Linked DNA regions of Oryctolagus cuniculus: region 2 is linked to region 1. The links are chromatin contacts, called in public Hi-C maps. All regions are on one chromosome and are shown on one strand. Each heading gives the region's core, a stretch centred on a gene start, on an enhancer-like site or on the middle of the called end of the contact. The rest is flanking DNA. Distances are from core to core; before and after follow the strand shown.

What was found. A called contact is a pair of places that touch in the nucleus more often than the background predicts.
Region 2: a Hi-C map of an unstated tissue shows a contact between it and region 1, with 8 times the contacts expected there. The contact joins two enhancer-like sites. A contact is called at or near these places in 6 of 6 Hi-C or Micro-C datasets (ear pinna, embryonic fibroblasts, liver and 3 more).

The regions. Positions count from the first base shown.
Region 1 is chr6:30,190,794-30,197,787 of mOryCun1.1, reverse strand. No RefSeq gene overlaps it. Among named protein-coding and RNA genes, the nearest start is that of ARHGAP26, 50 kb to the left of the region's middle. Within about 2 kb of position 2,442, at least 1 of the 8 cell types and tissues checked has an H3K27ac peak or open chromatin away from gene starts, as enhancers often do.
Region 2 is chr6:30,365,047-30,372,040 of mOryCun1.1, reverse strand. ARHGAP26 (Rho GTPase activating protein 26) reads right to left here. Exons shown (of 23, transcript XM_051844367.2): 4 at 5,228-5,299. Among named protein-coding and RNA genes, the nearest start is that of ARHGAP26, 120 kb to the right of the region's middle. Within about 2 kb of position 2,965, at least 2 of the 8 cell types and tissues checked have an H3K27ac peak or open chromatin away from gene starts, as enhancers often do.

The DNA.
Region 1 (6,994 bases), core at 1,193-3,692:
TTCTTTGCCAACCACCCTGGCCTGTAAGTTTCATTCGCTTTCTGACCTGATCTCCTGACCAGCACACTGCCACTGCACAACTCCCAAGGCACCACGAACCTCCCACCTCTCCCTTACACCGCTCCTGTCTGTGCTGGAGCCACGCTGACCTTTGGGAAGCTCCACAGACACCAACCACCCTCTTGTATTATGGCCTTTGCACATGCTCCGTGCTAAAGATACTCGCCCACACACCCTGTGGCTCACTGCCTTGTTCTTCAGCTAGTGCTCAAAGGTTGCCCCCAAGGCGTCTTCCCTAACTGCCCTGTCCATAATGACCTCACCTCACCCTGGTCACTTTCTTTCTTGCTTCTTAAAGGTTTATTTTATTTATTTGAATGGGGGAGAGAGAGAGAGAGAGAGAGAGAGAGAAAATGAGAATCTCTCATCTGCTGATTCACTCCCCAAATGGAGTAACAACCAGGGCCAGGCCAAGGCAGAGCTAGGAGCTTCATCTGGATCTTCCAAACGGGTGACAGGGGCCCAAGCTCTTGGGCCATCTTCTGCTGCTTTCCCAGGCCATCAGCAGAGAGCTGGATCAGAAGTGGAGAAGCTGGGACTCAAACTGTGTCCATATGGGATGCCAGTGTCGCAGGCAGCAGTTTTACCCACTAAAGCATAATGCCAGCCCCAATACACCCACCCCCGCCCTCTGCCACTTTCCACCCCAGGGACCTTGACGTCACTCTTCTTTTGCCATTCATCATCTGACCTCTTACTAACATATTTCACTGCTGACTTTGTCATGGATCTCCCTGACTGCAAAGTCAGCTCCATGAAGACAGGGACTTTACTGTGTTCTTCGCTGTATCCTCATGGCCTCAGGCTCTGCCTGGCACACAGTTCAATAAATGATTTTTTTTTTTAAATAAAAAGGGAAGGGTAAAGGAATTGATAATATTTTGACTACATTTAAGACTGGTCACTTTCTCTGCTAAAAATCTTGGAACCAAATTCGTGTGTGCTGACTCCAGTAACTATCCGAGGGAAATTATGCACAAACCTCGATGGGGTTTCATTGGTTTCCCCTCTTCCTTTGATGGAGAAACACAGTTGGCCATCTGTTTTTGAGGATTCTGCATGCATGGGTTCAACCAACTGCAGATAGAAAATACTTGGAAAAAAACTATCAGACTTCTTCCTTGCCATTATTTTCCAAACAGTTCAGTGTTAACAACTATTTACATAGCATTACACTCTGCTAAGTATTATAATAATCCAGGAATGATTCGAAGCATATGAGTGGATGTGAGTAGATTGTGTGTAAATGTGCCATTTTTCAGCAAGAACTTGGCCAGCCCTTGATGCTGGTATCCCAGGCAGGTCCTAGAACAACCTCCCTTGCATATCTGGTGATGACTGTACTGTAGGGTTTTTTATTGTTGCTGTTGTTATTTGTAATTGGTAATTCTGGAAACTTGGAGTAAAACAAAATAAACTTTAAAACATTTTAAAAATGTCTTTGGGGTGGATTTTTGGCACAGGGGATAAGATGTCACTGGATGTTTATATCCCACGTCAGAGCGCCTGGCTTTGAAGCCCAGTTCTGCTTCCAGTTCGGGCATGTGTTAGGAGACAGAAGGAGATGGTCAATGACTTGGGTCCTTGCTGCTTAGGCGCAAGATTCAGACAGAGTTACAGGTTCCTTGCTTCAACCAGGTCCACCCCAGGCTGTTGGGGGCTTTTGGGGAATGACCCAGTAGATGCAAGATCTGTCTCTCTCTCTGCCTTTCAAAAAATATAATCTTTTCAAAAAAACGTCTTAAGTTTCCAGCCTTCAGGGATGGGTGTTTGACCTGTGGCCGCCCCAGGGGCGGGAGAAAGACACTTGGCTCACTCCCAGCTTATACTGCCGAGTGCTCTTAGGTTTCTCTTGTCTCAGGAGTTCCTCGGGAAATTCTTCTGAAGATTTGCAAATTTTCCCAGGGATCATTAGCTGCAGAGGAAGAAAAGACACCCTTTTGTAGACCTCCCGGTCAAAGAGTATGGAAAAATGGCATTTGGGGTGGAGGCAAGTGCCTCTTCTCAGCCTGTAAGACACAGGGCCAAAGTTGAAAGGAGAGCTTTAAAACTTGCCTGCCATAAAGGGCACAAGGGCAGTTTCTGGGTTAACAGCCCGGGTGCCAGCAAACAGGAACAGAGCGGCCACTGTCTGGCCCGCTGGGTTCCTCAAGAATGGCTCCAGTCTGGCTCTCCCAGGAGAGGGGCTGGCCGCAAATCTGGCTTTGGAATTCTCCACAGACCTGCAGACTGCACCCCTCTGCTCCCTCAGAGTCCCATCCCCCGGGCTGAGGCCAGGGCCCGAGTGAGTGCCTGACCAGCTTCCAGTCTCTGTGCTCACACGGTCCCTGGCCAAGGACTGCCTGGAGGAGTCTGGAAGCCAGGGAGCCCTGGAGCAGCAGCGGATGGCCCTGTCCAGGAGGAGCTGCTAACGACCACCTGCCCCTTCACAGAGGCCCGCTTCTGTCTCTCCACCATTCCAACCCCTGAGCTGGGGCACGGCCCAGGTGAGAAGCCTGGTGTTTTTCCATCACTATTTCTTGGCCTCCAATTCACTGCGGCCTCAGATTACATCACTTTTCTACTTTCTTTGCTTCTTTGTGTTACGTTGGCCAGCACTTCCCTCGGTGGCTCAGGGAAGTCAAGTGGAGTCAGGAAAAAATTCTCGGGTCTACAAAGCAGAAATTCAAGCTCAATTGTTCCAGCGCGGTCAGTGGCTTTCCACGTGTTGCGGTGCGTCAGACTCCTCTCTGCAGAAATTCTCAAATGTGAACGTACTCAAGAGTTGCCAGGGGACCTGTGGTCACTGTCACCTAGCAAAGATGAAGTGAGCCACGCCCTCGAGCTGTCTGCTGAGTAGGTCTGGGTAGGGCCGAGGAACCTACATTTAAAAAAAAAAAAAAAAGACCAAGTACTCCCATCTGCTGGTCCACTCCCCAAGTGCCCACAAAGCAGGGACTGGGCAAGGCTAAAGGCAGGAGGCGGGAACATAATCCAGGTCTCCCATGTGGGTGCAAGGACCCAAGTCCAATGAGCCATCACCATTGCCTTCCAGGGCCTGCATTCAGGAACCAGGAGCAGGTATTGAACCCAGGTACTCTGACATGTGACGTGAATATCTCAACTGGGATCTTAACTGCCAGGCTAACTGCCTGCCCCAGAACTTACATTGTTAGCAAGAACTGCAGGTTACCAGATGCAGGAGGCTTGACATCCCTGCTGAGAAAAATGGCGGAAGGAGCAGGGTAACCAGACAGGCAGTCTCGGTTTACAATGGTTTGTCTTCCAATTTTTGACATCACCATGATGCAAAAGCAATAAGCATCAGGTAGAAACTGAATTCAAGTTTTCAGTGTTGATTTTTTTCCTCCGGAGCTGGTGGTATACTGTAAAATACTCTTCCTGGATGCTCCTGGTGGCAGCAGAGAGCAGGAACCCTCAGTCAACCCCACTGTCACGAGGGGGAAAGAATGGGTTAATCTTGGCTGCTTTATCGCCAAGCTAAGATGTCCAGAAGTCTAGGGGTATTAACTGTTAAATGCTGTGTAATAAAATTAAATTTCCTAATGATGGCGCTTTTACCTTACAACTCACCCCTGTGATGTGCAAACACTGGGCTACGTGTTCACTGCGAGCCAAGTAGCAGGTGCAGGTGTCTGGTTCTGCCACACCCCTGCGGAGTCAGAATTTGCAGCTGGGCACGTGTCTCATTCCCTAGAGGTATCTGGCACACAGCTAAGCTTGGGGTGCACTACCGAAGGCATGGTTTCATTCAGGAAAAATAAGCCAGACTTCCGCTTCTGAGGTCCCCCACGCCAGGCTCTCATCACGTCCTGGAAACCAGCACGCACGGTTCCTGGCAAAGAATCTGAAGAAAGGCTTCCACGTGCCGCGGCAGCTGCGATCCTTAAATAAAAAAGGACTAGAGAAACGAAAGCGCGATTGCAATCACTTGACAGGGCTTTTCTCTCTCTCCCTGGGCCAGGTAGAATGCCCCAAGGTAAAAGTGGCACCTGGAGCCGCAGCCTGGCTGGGAGACCGCCCTGCCCGGTGTTACTCAGGAAGAGGAGGGAAAGAGCGCCAGCTGTACCTGCCAATCACCTGGGAGCCACCGTGGCTGGCACTCATGCTGAATGGCTGCATATTGCCTCCAGATGGGTTCCTCAGTGCCAGGTGCCAGGTTAGAGCAGCTGCCTGGGAGGGAGTGTTCCCCTGGCAGAGCTGTGTGCACCTGCACGCAGCGATGTCACCTGCGCGCACGCTGGTTTCTCCAGGGTGCAGACAAGCGCACTGGGGCAAGTCAGCAGCCTCAGCACGGGATTCCAGCTGATTCAACTCAGTTTCCGTGGTCAGACTGGTACCTGGGGGCAGCTGCTTCTCAGAGGGAACAGATGGCTCCATTCTGAATTTGTTACAGCTGCAGCTTCACTCAAACTAACATAACCCTTCTTTCCCCATCCTCAAAAAACAAGAGGAAATCACAGGCCGGGCTTTTGCTCAGCTTTTGACCTCTCTCCCAACTCCGATTGCCCAGGGCAGCTTCTCCGCACTCTCTAGCACACAGGGTGAGCTCCCTACCCCAGAACTGCAGTGCACAAGGGTCGCGGCAACCCATTAAGACACAGTTGGGTGTTCTCAGTCTACACCCTGAAACACGTCTGTCCGTATCCACTCCATTTCTCTCCCTTTTCCCCAGACATCTGGGGTCCCTGTTCTCACTGGGTATTCCAGGAACTTCATGATTTAAAACAAAATCAAGGCTGGCGCCGTGGCTCACTAGGCTAATCCTCCGCCTTGCGGCGCCAGCACACCATGTTCTAGTCCCGGTCGGGGCGCCGGATTCTGTTCCGGTTGCCCCTCTTCCAGGCCAGCTCTCTGCTGTGGCCAGGGAGTGCAGTGGAAGATGGCCCAAGTGCTTGGGCCCTGCACCCCATGGGAGACCAGGAGAAGCACCTGGCTCCTGGCTTTGGATCAGCGCAATGCGCTGGCCGCGGCGGCCATTGGAGGGTGAACCAACAGCAAAAGGAAGACATTTCTCTCTGTCTCTCTCTCACTGTCCACTCTGCCTGTCAAAAATAAAAAAAAAATTAAATTAAAAAAATAAAAAAAAAACAAAATCAAAATGGGATGGGGGGAGCAGAAGAACAAGAGAGGAGGGAGGTAAGGAAAAAGGAAAAGGAAACTAGGGCACGGCTCGGGCAGGCCCTGCAGGTGCAGCTGCGTGTGAGGACGGCAGAGGGACTTGTCGGCTCCTGGCTCAGAGCTGCTCAACCAGGGCTGGGCCTGGGGACTGCCCAGGGTCATGCACAATGACCGACCTGTGTCTTCAGGTGTTCTCAGGTCTGAAGAAGATGCTGGGCAGGAAGGAGGCGGGCTCTTTCATCTCCTGCCTGGCAGAAGCATGCTGAGGTCAGGTGCCAACACCATCCCTGCACAGCCCCAGAAAGATACACGAGAGGAGACCAGGTGGTTCTCCACCACGAGCCGCAGAACAGTCACCTGGGCGGGGAGGGGCTTTTAAAACAGAGGCTGCGAGGGCCCCCTCCCGGATTCAGCAGCTCTGGCCACGGCCTGAGAAGGTGCCTTTTTTTTTTTTTTTTTTTTTTTTTTTTTTTTAATTTGAGACAGGTAGAGTTAGAGAGGGAGAGAAGGAGAAAGGTCTTCCTTCCATTGGTTCACTCCCCAAATGGCCGCCACGGCTTTCACTGCGCCGATCTGAAGCCAGGAGCCAGGCGCTTCCTCCTGGTCTCCCATGCAGGTGCAGGGGCCCAAGCACCTGGGCCATCCTCCACTGCCCTCCTGGGCCACAGCAGAGAGCTGGACAGGAAGAGGAGCAACCGGGATTAAACCTGGCACCCATATGGGATGTCTGCGCCACAGGTGGAGGATTAACCAAGTGAGCCACGGCGCCGGCCTCCAGAAAAGTGCTTTTCTAACAACTTCTGTGATGCGGACGCTGCCAGTCTGGGGACCACCCTTTGAGGACCCAGACTCCAGAGGTCTAATTCCAGCGCTCCAGTTCTGCCACTCTGCAGGTGAAAAGTGACAGTTCCCTCCCACACGCTCATTACCTGGCAGGTCCCTCCACCCTCCCCTCCAGCGTCTGCACACGGACGGTGGATAACCATGGCTGAGTGGAGGGTGCCCCCTTGTGCTCCCAAGCTGTGGTGCACTCTCTCCTCCCTGGAAAGCATAGCCAGATTGCATTTTATCTGCAGACCACGGGAAACCCGAGACCTTCATCGTTCATCAGATCTGCTCCACGTGTAGAAAGCCAGACAAGAATGGCTTCTTCACGTGGCTTTGGGATGGATTTTGGTGCCTAGGAGCTTGGTCTGGATCACACGCTCACTAAATTCTCTGCTGGAGAAGATGCCTTTGTAACATAAGGAAGAAGCAAAACAAGTTCAGAGTCCTCAAAACACCACGTAAGTCAGAAAGGACCCTACCAGGGCTGTGAACCATGCTTTGTTCCCCCCCCACACACACACACACAGCCCCCCGGCTCTCTCGAAGTGGAGAGTCAGCATCTACTGTGGTCAGACGCAAACACTCTCGGGAGCGATGGTCACCAGCGCTGTGCCCAGTTCACGTCAAGGCTACCTCTGAGCTTTGTGCAGTCAGTACGCCGCCGTTAGAGGGTTTGCTGCTGCCTACCGCTGCGGCCAGGAACGAACCTCTAGGAAAGACGGTCAGCCAAGCAGCTGCTCAGGCATGAGAGTGTGCTGGAACCACATCCGTCTCTGGACTCCACTCGCAGAGATTCCGATTCAGCAGCCCTGGGCTGGGGCCTGGGAGTTTGCTCTCTAACAGCCTCCTGGGTGGTGCTGACGCTGCTGGTTGGGGACTACCTCTTCGGGTGGCATTTGTCATTCTCCCGGTTGGTCGGTCATGGTTGGATTATCACTGAGCCATAGTCTAAGACATCAAGAGCCTTTCATTCCGGGTATGCCAA
Region 2 (6,994 bases), core at 1,716-4,215, 170 kb before region 1:
AGAAGCGGTCCCTCTCCTTGAAGTGAGAATGTTCTAGAAAGAGAAACACCGGCCGGCACCACGGCTCCCTAGGCTAATCCTCCGCCTGCAGCGCCAGCACCTCGGGTTCTAGTCCCGGTTGGGGCGCCGGTTCTGTCCCGGTTGCCCCTCTTCCAGTCCAGCTCTCTGCTGTGGCCTGGGAGTGCAGTGGAGGATGGCCCAGGTGCTTGGGCCCTGCACCCCATGGGAGACCAGGAGAAGCACCTGGCTCCTGGCTTCGGATCGGCACAGCGTGCCGGCCACAGCATGCCAGCCATAGCAGCCACTTGGGGGGTGAACCAACGGAAAAAGGAAGATCTCTCTCTCTCTCTCTCTCTCTCTAACTCTGCCTGTCAATGAATGAATGAATGAATGAAAGAGAAACACCATCAGGGAACAAGCAAGCAGCAGAATCACTACAACCAGTGCTCCACACCACGGAGATTCTTCAGAGGGGATATGCAGGGAAGGCCTCTCCGGGGAGGGGAGATGGGAGCTAAGACCTGCGGAGTGAGCGAGCAGAGTAACTGGCAAGAATCCATTTCTACAGGGCTAAATCTCTTTAAGATCAGTTATTTATTTCTTTATTTGAAAAGCAGGGTTACAGAGAGAAGGAAGAGACATAGAGAAGGAGAGAGATCTTCCATCTACTGGTTCACTCCTCTACTGGCCACAATGCTCAGGTCTGAGCCGAGCTGAACTCCATTCAGGTCTCCTACGTGAGTGCAGGCGCCCAAGCACTCTTGGGCCATCTTCTGCTGCCTTCCAGGCTCATCAGCAGGGAGCTGGATCAAAGTGGTGCAGCCAGGACTTGACCCAGTGCTCATATGGGCTGCCAGCATCACAGGCAGTGGCTTATGCCGCTGTACCACAGCGCCAGCCCCTGCATTTAACTTCTTTAAGAAAACCACCCACACGCAAGGACAATAATATATAAAATATCAAACCAACAGAGAAAAAATTGGAGGAATACTACCCCTTCAATTTGAGAAAGGTACAGGCAAAGACCTGACCCCAGCAACTCTACTCCTTTATAGGAACCAGGATCTGTGAGCTGGCCTGGCCCCAAGTCCAATTACTGCTCACATCCACATCCAGCAGCCTGGTCAGTAATCCCAAAAAGGAGCGCACTGGGGCCAGCACAATCTAGCTGGCCAGTGAGAAGGAAAGGCCGGGGAATGGGTGACACTGGCATGTGGACCTTCTGGCAAATCAGCCTTCCCATGGCATGCTCAAGCAGAACCAACAGAGAAGCGGATGGAGCAAAAAAAGCAAAGAGGAAGCAAAGCCATTTCCGGCCCGAGAAAACAGCAGCGAGGCCTGCACGGGAACAGCCCAGCCACGAAGGAAATACTCTCATGGGGGCATGTCATGGGGGCTGGAGGGGTGGGGGCACGTTGTGTGGCAGTCAGGATGCCACCTGGGATGCCTGTGTCCCGTATCAGTGTGCTACGCTCCAGAGTCCAGCTTACGGTTACTGTGCACCCTGGGCACCAGCATGTGATGGCCCAAGTATTGGGTCCCTGCCACCCACGTGGGAGAACCAGATGGAGTTCCCAGGTCCTGACTTCCACCTGGCCCAGCCTGGCTGTTGCAGGCATTGGGGGAGTGAACCAGAGGATGGAAGACCCACGTCTCTCTCTCTCTCTGTCGAATAAATAAGTAAAACCAATGCAAAAGAACTGTTCATGGCAGAACAGTGTTACCCAGAAGCTCTCAGGACACAGGACGGTTTCACCTCCAGCGCGGCCACTGTGTACAGAGCACTGAGAGGCCGAAGGACTGGCTTAGGATCCTGGAACTGATTTCAGCCTGCAGGGCACGACTCTGAACAAACCACAGCCCCTCTCCAGGGGCAGCGTTCTCATCCGTAAACCCAGGCTGAGGAGGGGAGGCCACAGTGCAGGGTTCTTGGGACTCCAAGACTGTAACAAAGCTAGGACAAGAGCACCTGCTCCTGCTGTGATCGCTGGGACTAAATGAGATAAACCACACACGAGGGCTCTTCCCAAAGCTTGGGAGGAAAGGCACATCACAACAAAACTACTCAAGGATGTCCAGATGTTTTGTACTGACACTAACTTATCTATTAATACCAGATTTTCTGAAGGCCCCTCACACAGAGCTCAGCATGGGACATGCTCAGGATGCTACAGCAGGGATGACCGTGGTGACAGAGAGGGTGCTGTCACACGCACCTGTCTCCTTTTCACCAAGGACACCTCTTGGCTTTCCATGCCCCGTGCACCATGAAGACAACCCTTCCACACACCTGCCACCACCTGAAATGACACAGGTATTTCTGTCTTTCTGTCTAATGCATGTCCCCCAGCCTCACCAGCAGCACCAGAACCACCCTTGCTTTGTTCTCCACCAAGCACCAGGGCCAAGAGCGGTGCCAGGCACAGAGCATGTGCTCCCCTATCTCTTAAAGGAACCGTGTGTGTCCAGGACAGCAGCCAACAGCAAATGACCCCTGGGCAGCCTCTGTTCTCACATGCGCACACCTGACACGACAGCCTCTGACTGAAGTGCTTTCGGTGAGTTCACTCCTTTCTCCCTCACAGCAACTCTGAGGCAAGTGACCTGACTGTACCCATTTCTCAGATCAGGAATCAGGGCTCCCAGATTTACCTGCAAACAGCAGCAGCGAGACAGGACTCCCGCAGTGCCTCTCTAGGCCGGCTCTTAACCACTACTCCCCAGGGTAGGCTATTCTGCTCTCACACACCATCCAGCTTGCCAAACCTGTCTCAGAAACAGGTGCAGGTATACGCGGGGGGAAATCAACATCCCCCCGCCCAGAAATCTCAACTGGCTCCACCAAGCTCCTAGGTGGTAGCCCACCCCAGAGCAGCCACATCAGCACAGGAAGTCCGCGTACCCCTCCTTCTTGTCCAGCTCTCGCAACAGGTTGTCATGGCAACCAAGGCAGCACCAGAGAGGCGGGCGGAGGAAGACGTAATTTTAGCATTGCACAGGCAGGATCCGGCACTACCCCTGCAGGCAGGGAGCCCCCGCTGCTCTGACACCTTTCCCTCGAGCCCCTCACGGTGGGTTTACTGTCAGGTATCTCCTTAAATTTACGAAATCTGGTGTGTGGGTATGTGGGCAGCAGAGCTGGATACAGTGAATAAAGAAAGGAAATGACAAAGAGAGGGGGATGCAAAATTACCCCAGACATCGGCCAATCGAGCTGTGAAGACTGATGGCTAACTTCAACAAACTATCTGACTGATGCTTTTTAATGATTTAATGAATGGGGAACAGCATGTGCCTAAGGGGAAAAGAGGCTTTGGTGAGTGACCATTGGAACTCTCACTCATCCACGTGTCAGTGTCTAGGCCGGCTGCTCCTGTCACCACGGTCGTGGTGTCAGTCACGGGGAGCCCACTCCTCCACGGTCACCGCAGTAACCCCAAGCCACCTGGGGGAGGAGAGGTGACCGCCCTGCCTCCACCTGATGCCCCCTCACAACCTCTGGAAGCCACGGCCCAGTGCTCACGGGGAGCAGGACGCTCAGGTCCCAGGGCGCTGAGCAGAAGGCCCCGCATAGCCAGGGAGGGCCGAGGCCGTGGCCATGCGCGGCACGTTCTCTGCCATCGCTCGGCGGGCCCCGAGTCTTGGAGGAACTGTCTGTCAGTGGAACCAGACACCGACCTTAAGCTCGGACGCTAAGCCAGTGAGGCCCCATTCCTGGGGAACCGGCAACCAAGACTGGCAGAGGCGTGTTATCAAAGCAGGAGGAAAACGCCCGCCGGGGTCCCTCCTCCAACCGTGGACCCAAAATCCCAGGCAGTCACACACGGGTCCTCCAGGCCTTCCGGGATTAAGGTGGGGACTCCGTCCAGGGGTGGCCCAAGTGGGGGCCCTGGGTTGGTGAGGCAGTGCCCATAACGGAATCACAGTGGCTCCACAAGGAAAGGCCACACAGACCCGAGGCCGGGGGCTCCCTGCCTCCCTCTGCCTCCTCTTCACCGTGTGCCCCTTCCTCAACACATGCTTAAACATTCACTGTCGCCACCAAAAGCCAGACCAGCTGACCGCCAGACTGAGACTGTGTGCGTCCAAAACTGAGCCGAAATAAACCTCCTCCTTCATACCCTGGCTTCCCTCAGTTACTTCTATTAGTGACAAAGCTGGCAGAGAGAGAGAGTGAGAGAGAGAGAGAGAGAGGGAGAGAGGGAGGGAGGGAGGGAGGGAGGGCGGGTGAGCACTGAGCTAAGCTGGACATCTCAGCCGCTTTGTCCCACCTGCCCTCAATTCTCAAGGCCTTTTTACAATTGGATGAAGTCCCCACCAAGCCTGAGTGGTGACGCCCAGAATGCCCAGCAGGTGGCGCAAAGAACTGAGACGGAACTGAAAACCAGGAAGAAAATGTAAAGCTTTTGGCTTCCATGGATTCCAATGAAAATGTCTTCCCCACAGGTGGCCCTAACACTCATCGGAAGGTCAAGCTGGCTGGGGATTCTGAGTGATTTAACACTGGGCAGGAGACCCTGGGGAAGACACCTTTGAAAAATGAACAGGGCTCCCTTTGCGGTCTTTGAGGAACACCTGAGAATTAGCTTCGCTTTGGCTATAGCTCGCCCAGGTCAGGGGTAACGTGTGGTGGTGTCAGGGGTGAGGCAGGTCTGCAGATGTGGCTTTCTGACCTGTACAATGTGCAACACACACACACACACACACACACACACTTTGAATTATTTTCCAGTGAGAAATTCCACATAGAACTATGGCTTTTCAGAGTTTTTCTCTTTTTACATTGGAAAAATGTAAAGATTTGGCAAGAGAGGGCCCGTTTCCTCACACATGGCAAAATCTGGCTAAGCGCTTGCTCTGCCTCCCTTTAAAGAAACTCCAGGTGCCCACGGGGTCAAATTCTCAAGCCCTGCTTAGGCTGAGAGCTGTGGACATCCACAGTAAACACATTTCAACAGAAACAGTGTACTGTGCACTGCAGTCCACTGTCCAAGCACACAGCTACACAAAACACAGAGCAAGCCAGGATTCCACCTCCGGATGATCCATGATCTAAAACAATCTGCGAACAAACGCTAGAGGGCCTGCTCCAGAGCAGGCGACTAAGGCCGTACTGCGGCGCCCTGCAAAGACAGAGCAGGGGCCTCCAGGCTTACCTGCCCATGCTGGGCTGTGCTCCCCAGGCCTCCCACCCCACACTCCCAGAACAAGGCCGTGGAACGCTCACCTTGGCAGCCCCGATCTGCTCCTTCCGGAACTTCTCCAAGGGCGTGATGAGCACCTCGCTGGCATTCTCAATCTGGTGAAGAAAAAAGGCAGGCGTCGGCGTGGAATCACAACCATCCCAGCACAGACAGACAGCAGTCCTGAGCCTCCGCACTGGAGTGGGACACCTCTACACTGGACACCGTGTGAGCTGTTCCCAGTTCTCGATCTAACAGCACAGCAAAGCAAAACCTGGCCGTGACTTCAACGCGTGACTGACACAGGTTCTGCAGAAGCAAAAATGATGCCCTCTGAAAACCTAAGCAGCCATCGCAGCCGGAGAAGTGGCAACTGTAGTGGCCGAGTTTCCAAGATCCCGTGATGCCTTGTAAAATGCTCATTTGCCTAAGCTGCAGGTAAAGTTGACCAACAGTGGGACTAGGTTAACAACCAAAACAAAACACCTCCTAACACCTACTGGCACGAACACCTTGAGCCTGACTTTGTGTTGCCCAGTGCAGCTGGGACATCTGTGCTCCTGACCGGGTTTCATCTCCCAGGACTCTCCCCTCCAGGAGGTGGGGCAGCCTTTCATGGGTGACTCCTTATTGTAATTAAGGCTTCAGCTTAAAGACTATCTCTTCAAGGGAGGCCTTCTCTAACCACCAATGGGATCCCAAGAAGCTACCACCACCCCATGAGTGTGTTCTTCAGAACTCGCATGCCTGTTCACATTTTCTGGTTCAGCGATGCACACGCTTATACAGATAGACACACGTGCACACATGCACACACACACACACCACTGTCATAAATGGTCACTTGCCCACTACTATCCCCAAACAAGGGCAAAGCTGGAACAAAGAAGCACTGAAACATTTTCTGAATGACCAAACGAACAAATGAATGATGACTTGACTGGCTGCCAGTTGTGTGGCCGTGAGCAAAGCACTGAACCTCTTTGGGCTCCAATTTCTTCATCGGCAGAATGTGTGGGCCGAATTGTTCCAGCTCGGGAATTCTATAGTGGTTTCCATGCCAGTACGATATTTTTCAATCTTAATGCACTCCTCACTCTTCACTGAACTAATTATGCCAGGAATCGTGTTGCAACAAAGCATTATTTTTTTTTTTCTGAACCACACGCATGTGCATTGCAATGAAATGAACAGAGGCAATGTCCGGAAGCCACGGACGGTCACAGAACTGACTGGACTCTGTGGGGAGAAAAAAAAGACAGCTCTCCTGATGTATTCCCAATTTCCTTTTTCTCAACTTTGAGAACATGGGTTTCAAAAGTGAGCATTTTAACTCCACAGTGTAATCAAGCATTGCAACATTAAGTAGCTTCATTTTTTACTGTTCTGTGAGGCTGCTTTATTTCCTCATTGTATTCTCTACTGCACATCAACTCAAGTCTCGGAGGCTCACCACGACGCGCTGGGACTCCACCTCACGGACTCCTGGCCGCAGCTGCTCATCAGAATCACCTGGATGGCCGGCGCCATGGCTCACTAGGCTAATCTTCTGCCTTGCGGCGCCGGCACACCGGGTTCTAGTCCCAGTCAGGGCACCAGATTCTGTCCCGGTTGCCCCTCTTCCAGGCCAGCTCTCTGCTGTGGCCAGGGAGTGCAGTGGAGGATGGCCCAAGTGCTTGGGCCCTGCACCCCATGGGAGACCAGGATAAGTACCTGGCTCCTGCCATTGGATCAACGCGGTACGCTGGCCGCAGCGCGCCGGCCACGGCGGCCATTGGAGGGTGAACCAACGGCAAAGGAAGACCTTTCTC